Regions from separate parts of the Mus musculus genome. Here regions 1 and 3 are each linked to region 2. A link is a contact called in public Hi-C data. All regions are on one chromosome and are shown on one strand. The core of a region is the stretch at or near the end of the contact, and the rest is flanking DNA. Distances in the headings are between cores, read along the strand shown.

Evidence for each region. A called contact is a pair of places that touch in the nucleus more often than the background predicts.
Region 1: a Hi-C map of muscle stem cells shows a contact between it and region 2, with 2.3 times the contacts expected there. The contact joins two enhancer-like sites. A contact is called at or near these places in 1 of 39 promoter capture datasets (hippocampal neurons), 2 of 15 datasets of contacts at CTCF or cohesin (large pre-B cells and pro-B cells), 3 of 484 Hi-C or Micro-C datasets (embryonic fibroblasts, muscle stem cells and uterus), 7 of 115 datasets of contacts at active chromatin or transcription factors (the HPC-7 cell line, embryonic hindbrain, embryonic stem cells and 3 more) and 1 of 9 other capture datasets (adipose tissue).
Region 3: a contact with region 2 is called in a Hi-C map of muscle stem cells, with 2.1 times the contacts expected there. The contact joins two enhancer-like sites. A contact is called at or near these places in 2 of 484 Hi-C or Micro-C datasets (both in muscle stem cells) and 4 of 115 datasets of contacts at active chromatin or transcription factors (acute myeloid leukemia, embryonic stem cells, pancreatic cancer cells and 1 more).

Annotation. Positions count from the first base shown.
Region 1 is chr2:173,231,177-173,234,446 of GRCm38.p6, reverse strand. It overlaps Pmepa1 (prostate transmembrane protein, androgen induced 1), which reads left to right. Exons shown (of 4, transcript NM_022995.3): 2 at 1-140. Among named protein-coding and RNA genes, the nearest start is that of Zbp1, 14 kb to the right of the region's middle. Within about 2 kb of position 1,561, at least 32 of the 459 cell types and tissues checked have an H3K27ac peak or open chromatin away from gene starts, as enhancers often do. A contact at or near this core is called in muscle stem cells and pancreatic cancer cells, where this site is marked.
Region 2 is chr2:173,384,267-173,387,408 of GRCm38.p6, reverse strand. No RefSeq gene overlaps it. Among named protein-coding and RNA genes, the nearest start is that of Gm29859, 7.9 kb to the right of the region's middle. Within about 2 kb of position 1,493, at least 72 of the 459 cell types and tissues checked have an H3K27ac peak or open chromatin away from gene starts, as enhancers often do. A contact at or near this core is called in muscle stem cells and pancreatic cancer cells, where this site is marked.
Region 3 is chr2:173,255,929-173,259,183 of GRCm38.p6, reverse strand. All of the region lies in intron 1 of Pmepa1 (prostate transmembrane protein, androgen induced 1), which reads left to right. Among named protein-coding and RNA genes, the nearest start is that of Pmepa1, 19 kb to the left of the region's middle. Within about 2 kb of position 1,398, at least 139 of the 459 cell types and tissues checked have an H3K27ac peak or open chromatin away from gene starts, as enhancers often do. A contact at or near this core is called in muscle stem cells and pancreatic cancer cells, where this site is marked.

The DNA.
Region 1 (3,270 bases), core at 312-2,811, 150 kb after region 2:
TGCAAATCGTGGTCATCGTGGTAGTGATGATGGTGATGGTGGTTATGATTACGTGCCTGCTGAGCCACTACAAGCTGTCAGCCCGCTCCTTCATCAGCCGACACAGCCAGGCCAGGAGGAGAGACGATGGACTGTCCTCGGTGAGTGGGGCCTCCGCACGGAACACTCTGACAGAACACTCATGGCGTTACCCCCATCTGGGTGCTCACAGGACCAGGGATGAGGGCTCAGAGGCTGCTGCTTCCTCCAGTCAGTGAAGCAGGAACAGGAGGCGGATAAGACTCACGCTCGAGACTCGGGGGGGGGGGGGGGGGGGGGACCAGGAGCTCGTGAAGGTTTGGGCTGAAGGGAAGCTAGGAATTTGCACATTTGAGGTAGACGTGAGGATGGGCCCAAGCCTGAGGGCCTAGCAAAGCTGCCCCTAGAAGTGGCTCCTGCTGTCTTCCCAGAGGGAGCAGGAAGTGTCAGGTATGATTCTGTGGGCTCCCCAGAGGAACCCCACTATGTGAGGCGGAGCTGGGAGCTGTCTTAATCTCCATAGCTAGGGGCTGAGTGGGTACCGGTTTGGGGGAGCAAGGAGGTGGAAGACAATTCAGGGGAGACAGCTAGGCTATGTGGTGGCAGGTCAGGCCTCCTAAGGCCATTGAGAAGCCAGGTGAGACAGAGTGAAGAAAGGCAGCTGCTGCTTAACGGAGTGTCCACCAGGACAGAGGGGTAGGAAAGATGCCCCCTTGGGGCTGTGATCTAGATGGAAGGAGGTGACAATCCTACCCTCTCGCCAACAGGCCACTAGCACTTGGGCCATGTAGTCTTGGGAGTGCCATGGGAGGCCATGAAGCAACCGGACACTGAGGCCTCTCCCATGGCCTGAGCCCCATCTGGCTCCTCAGGTGTGATGAGCCAGCACAGGGTGCCTCCTGGGCAGTCCAGGCTTGACATAGTCTCTGGCTGGAAGGCTTGACATAGTGAGCTTGCTGTCTCCGCATGACGCCTCCCCCGCCAGCTCTCTGCTGGGTGCTCTCTGTGTGCCCAAACTCCCCAGCTTTGGGGGAAGCTAAGCATGAGAGGTGCAGGAGAGCGTCCTTGAGCTTTATACAGAGCCCCGACACTCTTAAGAGGGAGGGAAGACCAAACCTAGCCAGCCTGGGGATCAGAGTTCAGTGTCCTGGGGCTCAGCCACCCTCAGAGCCCAAGAGGCAAGCATTCCCATGTCTGCTGGGCCTCTTGTTAGCCTAAGTGAGACTGTGTAACTAGTCCCAGCTCACTTACATCCTTCCAGGGACACTCAGTCGCCTGGAGTAACTTAATGTACCCAGAGGACTGCTTGGTCTCTATGCAAACAAGCAAGGGTTTTACACGCACACGCACACTCACGGACATACATGCCAAGCCAAGCTGGGGATCCTAAAACTGCCCTCTGTCACTGAGGGACAGTCACTGCTCCAGAGGGAATCATCCTAGCTGACATTATAAGCGTGTGTTTCGGACGCTTTGGCGCTGTGAGCATCAGGGACTACCTGGGACCCAACAGCGCCCTCTCTGGACTCCAGAGTCAGTGCCTGGGTAGTCATCTCCTGTGGGTAGGACTTGCCCCTCCTGACTGTGACATCAGGCCCCTTTGGGAAGCTCTGTCCTGCCCTCAGGTGTTCACAGTCAGCAGCAGTGGGGTGAAGGGAGGCATAGTCGTTAGCCTGAGATGGAAGAAGCTGGCACATACACAACCCTGTCTCCTGGATGGCTCAGCAGGTGCAGAGAGGATGGGGTGAGCAGAGCCATGCCGGGCGCAGTGCCCCAGTTTTGGGAGGAGGGGTGTCCCGGGCTGGCAGAGGCTCCTAAGTCTAAGGGCTAAGCCAAGACAGAACTGGCTATAGCCCGAGAAGCAGGGCTGTTCCTGGCAGGTTTGGGCATCTCCGCTTGCGTCAGGACCAGTTTCAGTGCGTCACCAGTTCATCAGGGCAGGAGCCGTGACAGAGACACCAGGACTCCTGACTGAGGCTCAGGACACAGCCTGAGGACAAAGCCGGCACCTGCTGTATAGGAATCCTGCCTGTTATGCCCTGGCTCACCTGGCTCGTTTGTTATCTCTGTTACCTAGCAATAGGCACTGCCAGCTGCCTAGCCGGTGTTCTTCACACAGCACCAGCCATGAGTGACGTCCGTCCGGGGCTCACTCCCTCACAGAGGAGTAACTAGGGCTCAGAGAGGTGGGTGGGGCACTCGCCCAAGGCTGAGCAGCTTTCCAGGCGGTGCTAGTGAAGATCCCGTAGCCCACTGTGGGGTGTGGCGAGCGGAGAGCGTGGGGTGTGAGAACAGAGGCTCTGGGTACAGATGGCAGAGAGTGTGGCTCATTCCACACGTACACCTGAGCTTAGCTGCTGCTGTAACAGACAGGACCCGGGACGACTCCCCAGACACTCAAAGAGAGCCTCTCCTCACTGTCTCTCCTGTACCACCTGGCTAGATAAACAGGGGACCCAGGGGAGACCTGGAACAGAAGGTGACAGTTCCCCTGGGACCCCCTCTCTTTCCGACACAGCGCATCTGAGGTGTCTCCAGGCCTTGTGTCCTCCCAGAGAGACCTAGATACAGCTGTTGTCTGCCTGGGCTCAGTGTGCCACACTAGGCTCGCTGGCCTACCCGGCGCCTTGCCCCTTGGCTGTCTCTGGTAATTGGGGTGAGGGCTCCCCTCCTACTTATGTGAGTAGGCCACAGATCCATCTCCAAGCACCTCCCTGAGGATCACCTCTCCTCAGACCTGGTACAGGAGGAGCAGGTGGGCCTGTCTGGTTGAAGCCAGGTCTCAGCTTCACCGTGCCCTACTGTGTCACACTGGCCAAGTCGTGTCCTCCCCCTCCCCGCCCCCATCTCTCCATCTCTCTGATGCTTTTTCCACATGATAAACAGTAAGAAGGGTGATCGGCATGAGGATCAGGTGCAGGGAAGGACCCGCAAGCCCACTCCTCGGCATCTACCAATCCAGTGTTCATTGAGACAGTCGGCTCCTACCTCCACACAGCCTGTGTCACCCCTGAGGAGTGTGGTTTGTCAGTGAGTCACCTCAGGCCAGGAGCTCAGCTAGGGTCTGAGATGGATCCATGCTTTATATTCTGATCAACCCTTGGCCTAAGTCTCCTGCTCCCCGTGGAAGCACTGCCTGCCGCGAGTCCTCGTTCTGAGGCCAAAGGCAAAAATCTACAGTAAAACCAGATGCAGGGGTCAGCCAGAGCAGAAGCTCAAGCGTGCATCCAGCTTCAGAGGGGTCCAGACCTT
Region 2 (3,142 bases), core at 244-2,743:
GCTTTGGAGTGGGTCTGTCTCTGCTCCAGTCCTGGTCCATGGCAGAATTCCTGAGCCAGGCAAGAATAATTCTAGAAGAACAACAGCATTTAGCTACCAGGCTCAGAGGACTCAGCAGACTCAGAGGACTCCCTGGGCCGCTCTGTGCTCCCCTCGCTGCTCTGTGCTCCCTGAGTTGGTCTGTGCTCCCCTCGCTGCTCTGTGCTCCCTGGGCTGCTCTGTGCTCCCTGGGCTGCTCCGTGCTCCCTGGGCTGCTCCTGGGCTGCTCCATGCTCCCTGGGCTGCCTTTTTTAACAGAAGCCTTTTGTCCTGCTTTCTATAATTCTGAAGCCCAGACCAGCTTTGCACTCACTGGGTAACTGTGTAGCACAAGCTGGCCTCAAACTCTTGGGATTCCCCCTGCCTCAGACCCAGGAATACTGAGATTACAGGTGTCCACCACCATTCCTGGCTTTACATTATTCTTCTATGTCAGTGTTTCTTGGAGTGAACCTGAGGCAGGAGTAAACCCCTCTTGGCAGGACAGGACACTGAAGCTACAGTTTAAGTGTCTCCCTACTGGATTCTTATGAACAGGGAAGATGAAGCCTGTGGTGGTCTGCATAAGTAATGGCTCCCATAGGCTCAGACTTCGAATGTTTAGGGAGTAGAACTGTTTCAAAGGATTAGGAGGACACGGAGGTGTGGCCTTGTTGGAGGAAGTGCATCACTGAGGAGTCGGCTTTGAGGTTTCCAAAGCCCATACCAGTCCCTGTCTGTCTGTCTGTCTGTCTGTCTGTCTGTCTGTCTGTCTCCCCACTCCTCTTACCCCCTGCAGATCAGGATGTAACTCTCAGTTACTGGTCCAGTGCCTGCCTGCCTGCCTCTCATCATGCTTCCCCTTAATGATAATGGACTAAACCTCTGAAACAGTAAGCCAGCTGGCCCCCAGTTAAATGCTTTCTCTTACAGTAGTTGCCTTGGCCATGGTGTCTCCTCACAGCAACAGAACATTGACTAACGCAAGGACTAACCAATCCTCTTGGGTTTACCTTGAGGAACTGACCAGGTTCGCCCTCTGTGTTCCTCCATCCCTCCTACCCTGTTCCTCAATGGAAGCTGGGACTTCATCAGAGATATCACAGCACCTGCGCACTCAGGCCTTTACCTTCCAGGCTGTCGTCTAACAGTTCTGAGTATTGAAAGGGTCCAAATCTAGAGAGCAACAGGGAGATGTGGCGCCTTGGAGGTAGATGGGTTGCTCTGGACCCCAGGTTGCCAGCACAGAGAGACGCTGAGCTCCAGGCTTGCTGTCTGCAGCAGGCACCTGTTTTCACGAGGGGCCTCCAGCTCTGAATTGAGCTCAAGGTGGAGCCCAGCTTTGCCCCGAGAGCAACCTCATGAGTCACTTCACAAGCCGGTGGAAGAGAGCCAGGCTCGGCCTGCTCTCACCCCTTACCCTGCAGTCACCTCTGTAAGAAACAGTTGTCATCCGTTTTAGAACCAAGTGCCTCAGAATTCATCAGCATGAGAAAAGCAGGAAGCTGTAGGGCCTCTCCCCAAGCTGCTCACTGGTGCCTCACAGAACACTAAGAACTGGAACCTTGTCTGTTACACGAATGAGCCCAGGACCAGAAAAGGGGGCAGCCCCGAATCTCACATTAGATAAACATGTCCTACACCAATGCGATGGGGAATTTGGGCAAGGGGTAAGTCCAGGCCTGTGGGAAAGAATAGCAGGAACTTCTCATGGCCAGGGAACTATAAAAATTCGCATCTTGCGCCAAATCAACACACAAGCCATTTTTTGCCTCTTCTCTGTGCCAGTCCATGCTCTGTGGATTATGTTTTCTCTTCCCTGTCTTTTTAAACTCACGACTTTCTTATTTCCCAAACTCCCCCAGTGGCAATGAAGGCTGACATTCACAGAGGATGGTGGCACCAAGCCTCCTTTAGCCTCAATACTTCCAGTGAGCAACTACAGGAGATGAGTCACAGGAAAGACCGTGGCTGAGGCCTAGAACAGGTGTCCGATGAGGTCACGGGGACAGTGATGGTTCTAATATGAACCAAATTCCCAGAGTTTATTTTCTGGTGACTCTGGAATCTGAGCTCATGGTGGTAGCTGGGACTCTGGGGAGGGCCTCATAAAAACACATCTTTAAAACAGCTGGAAAATAAAGAGGTCAGAGCAAGGTCGCCCAAGTGTGGAGAACCATAAAAATGAACTACCCTCCCTTGGGTGCCCCTCTGCAGCCTCCTGCCAGGGAGTCACTGAAAACTCAGGGAGAGGGAACATTCTTGCAGACTGACAGAGCAGGTCAAGGGTGACCTCTCCCAGCAGCCCGACCTGTTTTCCACCGCCTCGTCTCATTATGTTCCTAGGTGCTCATGAGCAACTTTTGTCACAAAAAGCATCCCAGCCAGCAAGAGGGCCAGGTCACCCCATATGCCTGCAGGCTTTGTCTTGAAGTCAGCAGTTCTGCCCCAGGCACAGCCAATGCACCTTCCCTAGTAAGCAAAGGTGACTGGACCCCAGCAGCAGCACCAGAAACATCCGCCATCTCCCACCCTCTCATCCCACCAGCTGGTAGGGTAGGGAAGACTCAACTAAAGTTGGGACCCCTCCAGATGTAAGGGGAGTCCTAGGTGTGATTGTTACCACAGAGTCAAATGTACTTTAGGCAGAAGACCATCAGGGCCTTAGCGGTCAGACCTCAGCTGTGGGTCGGTTGGGATGGGCTGAAGGAATATTGCTACCAGGGTGAAAGATCCAGAGTGTAGGGTTGAAGGGTGACAAAGGAGGTGACAAATTGTTAGAGATAAGATGTCTATTAAAAGAGTGTATTGGCTAGTTTTGTGTGTCAACTTGACACAAGCTGGAGTTATCACAGAGAAAGGAGCCTCCCTTGAGGAAATGCCTCCATGAGATCCAGCTGTAAGGCATCTTCTCAACTAGTGATCAGAAGTGGGAGGGCCCCTTGTGGGTGGTGCCATCCCTGGGCTGATAATCCTGGGTTCTGTAAGAAAGCAAGCTGAGCAAGCCAGGGGCAGCAAGCCCCAATGGCGGGATTAAAGGACTGTGCCACCACTGCCAGCTTTAGATTTAAACTGACCAGTTTTCTTTAAACTGACCAGGGATGAAGATGAGGTGGTAGGGTGG
Region 3 (3,255 bases), core at 149-2,648, 130 kb after region 2:
GTGCGTGAAATAAGTCACTTAGAGGGGACCAAAAAAAAAAAAAAGACCCCAAAGCATCATGCTGTGGTCATGAGCACAGTGTGTCCAAGTGACCGTTCAAAGGACAGACTCCAGACAGAGCTGGCTAGTGTGTTTCTCGGTCTGCAGTGACAATAGGCTGATTCTTATGACTGGAAAGACAACAGAGAGCTCCTTATTTAACTCCAAACTCAAAGAATTTGACCAACGATAAGGACAAAAGGCAAAGTGCCCCTGTCCCTGGGGCCAGTCCTGCACGAGATACTCTCAGATGTGGCTGCCTAGGGGCTGGAGGAGGGCAGGAGGTGGGCATTGGGAGTTGTGGGAGTGGCTATGAGAGTGAGGGACTGATCATAGGGCGTGCACTGTCCTGGAGTCACCACGGGGAGTGGATAGCCACGAGAGGAGTAGGTGACCATGGGGAAACAGACTGGTGGTGGTATTGGGAGCAGGCAGCCACCTGAGCCACAGGGAAATGGGATTCCATGTGAGCTGCCAGGGAAGCGAGTGACCAGTCACATGGGTGATCAGTCACATGGGTGACCGTGGGGAAATGAGCTACCCCTTGAAAAGCCACTGGGTATGAATGAGCTCTCCTGGGGTTTAAGTGACCAGGGAGGGTCAGTAGGGGCCAGAGGTCACAGCATGTGGGCCCTACCCTAACTCTTGCCTTCTTTCTAGTTAGGTTCAGGAAGACCCCTGGCCTGGCTGCACTTGTCTGAAAGGGATAAGAGTAGCCATTTGTGAGAGTGTGGGGTGCTGTTCTGAGGACTGACCAGTGGCAGGCAGGTCCCAGGCTTCCAAGTTCAGAGACCCAGGTCTGAATCCCTGTGCTGGGTTAGGTCTGTCCCCAGGAAGGGAGAGAGTGTGTGTGGTACCCCAGAAGTGGCCCGGTCCCAGTCGTCTTCCATAACGCCAAGTTCCCTAATCAACATTTCTCCTTGGGGAGACCAGGCCCTGTCCCCACCACACAAAGCTTAGTCACACATCGAGACTGCCAGTCTAGACATGTCACTCTGGGGAGTAATCCCTTGAATTCTGAAGGGTCAGGGTTTTTGGGGAGAGCCCAAGTAGGCTGACACAGGAAAGGGGTGGGTAGTGGCTTCAAAGGAGGTAGCCCAGCATGGGACCAGACCACCACTGAAACCTAGGCTGTCCCCCCACAGAGATGCCCCGGGTAGCCCAGTCTAGCTGACATCCACAGCGTTTGCGGGCCCAGCACTGCTTAGCTGACACTGGCTAAATAAAAACCCAACAGCCTGTGCCAATAAGTCTGGGGCAGGCTGCCAGTGAAGACAAAGGCCCAGAGGCAGTGTCGGGCCATGTCTGTGCCAGAGGAACTCCAGGCACTCTGTGCCTGCTCTGCCCAGTCTGAGGAGGCCAGGATGTCTGAAGTCTTGGCAAGAGAGGACCAAGTGGAAAAAGTCCCCAGTGAGACAGGAACCTCAGCTGTGCCGAGTCACTGTGCCCATTGGTGACAAGAAGGTCTGGCATGTACCATGTGAGAGCCGCAGCTGCTCAGGGAGAGGCAGCCCCCCCCCCCCGCCCTCTCCCACCCCCTCAGCTCTCCTCCTCCAGCAGCAGAGGCCCCACTGCTTTGAGCCTCAGTCACCTTGCTGGGATCATAGCGCTTTGGCAATGTCTGCAGACTTCGTTGTCAAAAGTAAGAGTGTGTGAAGGGTGTTAGTGGCACTGGATGGGAGACCCTGGGGTGTGGCTGAATTGCCACAAGTGCACAGTACAATCCCCTCATACCCACACCCCATCCCGGCCACTGCCACCACATACACAGTGTCTTTCTTTCCTTAAGCACAGTTATCTGAAGAATTGGGGTTGAATGCAGTCCAAGCCCAGAGACCTCATCCCCAGCGTGGTGATGCTATTGGAATTAAGAGAGAGGGTAGATAGGAAACTGGTCTGAGCAGGACTAGAAAGTGAAGAAGCTCTTGCATGAGGAAGACCAGCAACCCTCAAATGGGATCTGAGGCCACCCACAGCACGGTCCACAGCACCGTGTCCTGCTGCCCTCACAGCAGCTCCCAAAGTGAGGGGGCTACCTGGACAAGGAGGGCAGTGAGAAGCTTAGCGGTGCTTAGCTGAGCTGTGGCTACCTGCTGTGTGATGTCCCCAGTCATCTCTGTCTTCTCAGGTCACCTGTCATTGCTCAGAAGTCCCCAGGGCTGGAGAGTCACAGGGGCTTGTCACCAACCAAGCCAGTGTCTTGGGAGCCACTAGTCTTGGGGTAGGATTTGCCTGGCCTTCTGGAGCTCCCAAGACCATGGAGGACTGGAAGGAGCGAGACTTTGAGGATGGGCCTGATCCTGCAGTATCTCAGGAGGCCTTGGGGTGACTTGGTTACTGGGGAGTTTTGTGGAGCTGAGAGCAGGTCAGTTGGCACACTCTTCAACAGCTGCTATTTGGATAGCAGAAGGCAGAGAGGGGTCATCCAGCCAGCTCCAAGACTGGTGATGGACGACTGGGCCGGTTGAAGGGAGAGGTTGAGGTTATGGTGAAGATAGAGGCCACAGGCAGGCAGACCCAGCCGCCCAGGGTTCATGGATGAGACCCAGGGCCTGGGTGGGTATGAGGTAAGAGGTTGGTCTCCAGACAGAGCGCAGTGGAGGGAGAGCTCACACAAGGCCCTTCTTGACAAGGGTGCTGCTGGGATTGTGGGTGGTTCCTGGAACCCACTGCCTCATTTGCCCTGGAAGTCTATTTTCCCTGAATAATTAATCACTCCCCCTCAGGCCAGAGACCCTGTGTTGGAGGACAACCCTGCCAGACAGGTTTTGTCTGCCTGATTGGCCAAGAGCTTTCCAGGGCATTGGGAGGGGAAGCTTCTTAGGCAAGGGCTGGGCTGTTTGAGAAAGGTGTGGTAATTGATTAGTTTTGTCTGTGCTTGTGGCTAGGTGGGGGCAGACATATGGGGCGATTCGGGGTGTATGTATGGGGGACTCCCAGGTGCAAAAGGTGAGTGAGTTCTTTCTCTTTCTGCCTGGGGCGCCCTAGATAAAAGTCTCTTTTGCTCTGGCTTTGGGGACCAACTGCTAAGGAGACAGGCTGTGGTAGCTGGTTTCTCCATCCCTGGAGAGCTTGGGGCAAGTCCAGCCTGGATAAGAAGGAAGTCACTCCCGCTCAGTCCCTGAACAATAGAACACGCTGTTCCAGGCAGGGCCTGGTCTGTGCCCTTCCCTGGCAGATGCACTGGGGGCTGCGTTTCTGTCTAGATAAACCCAG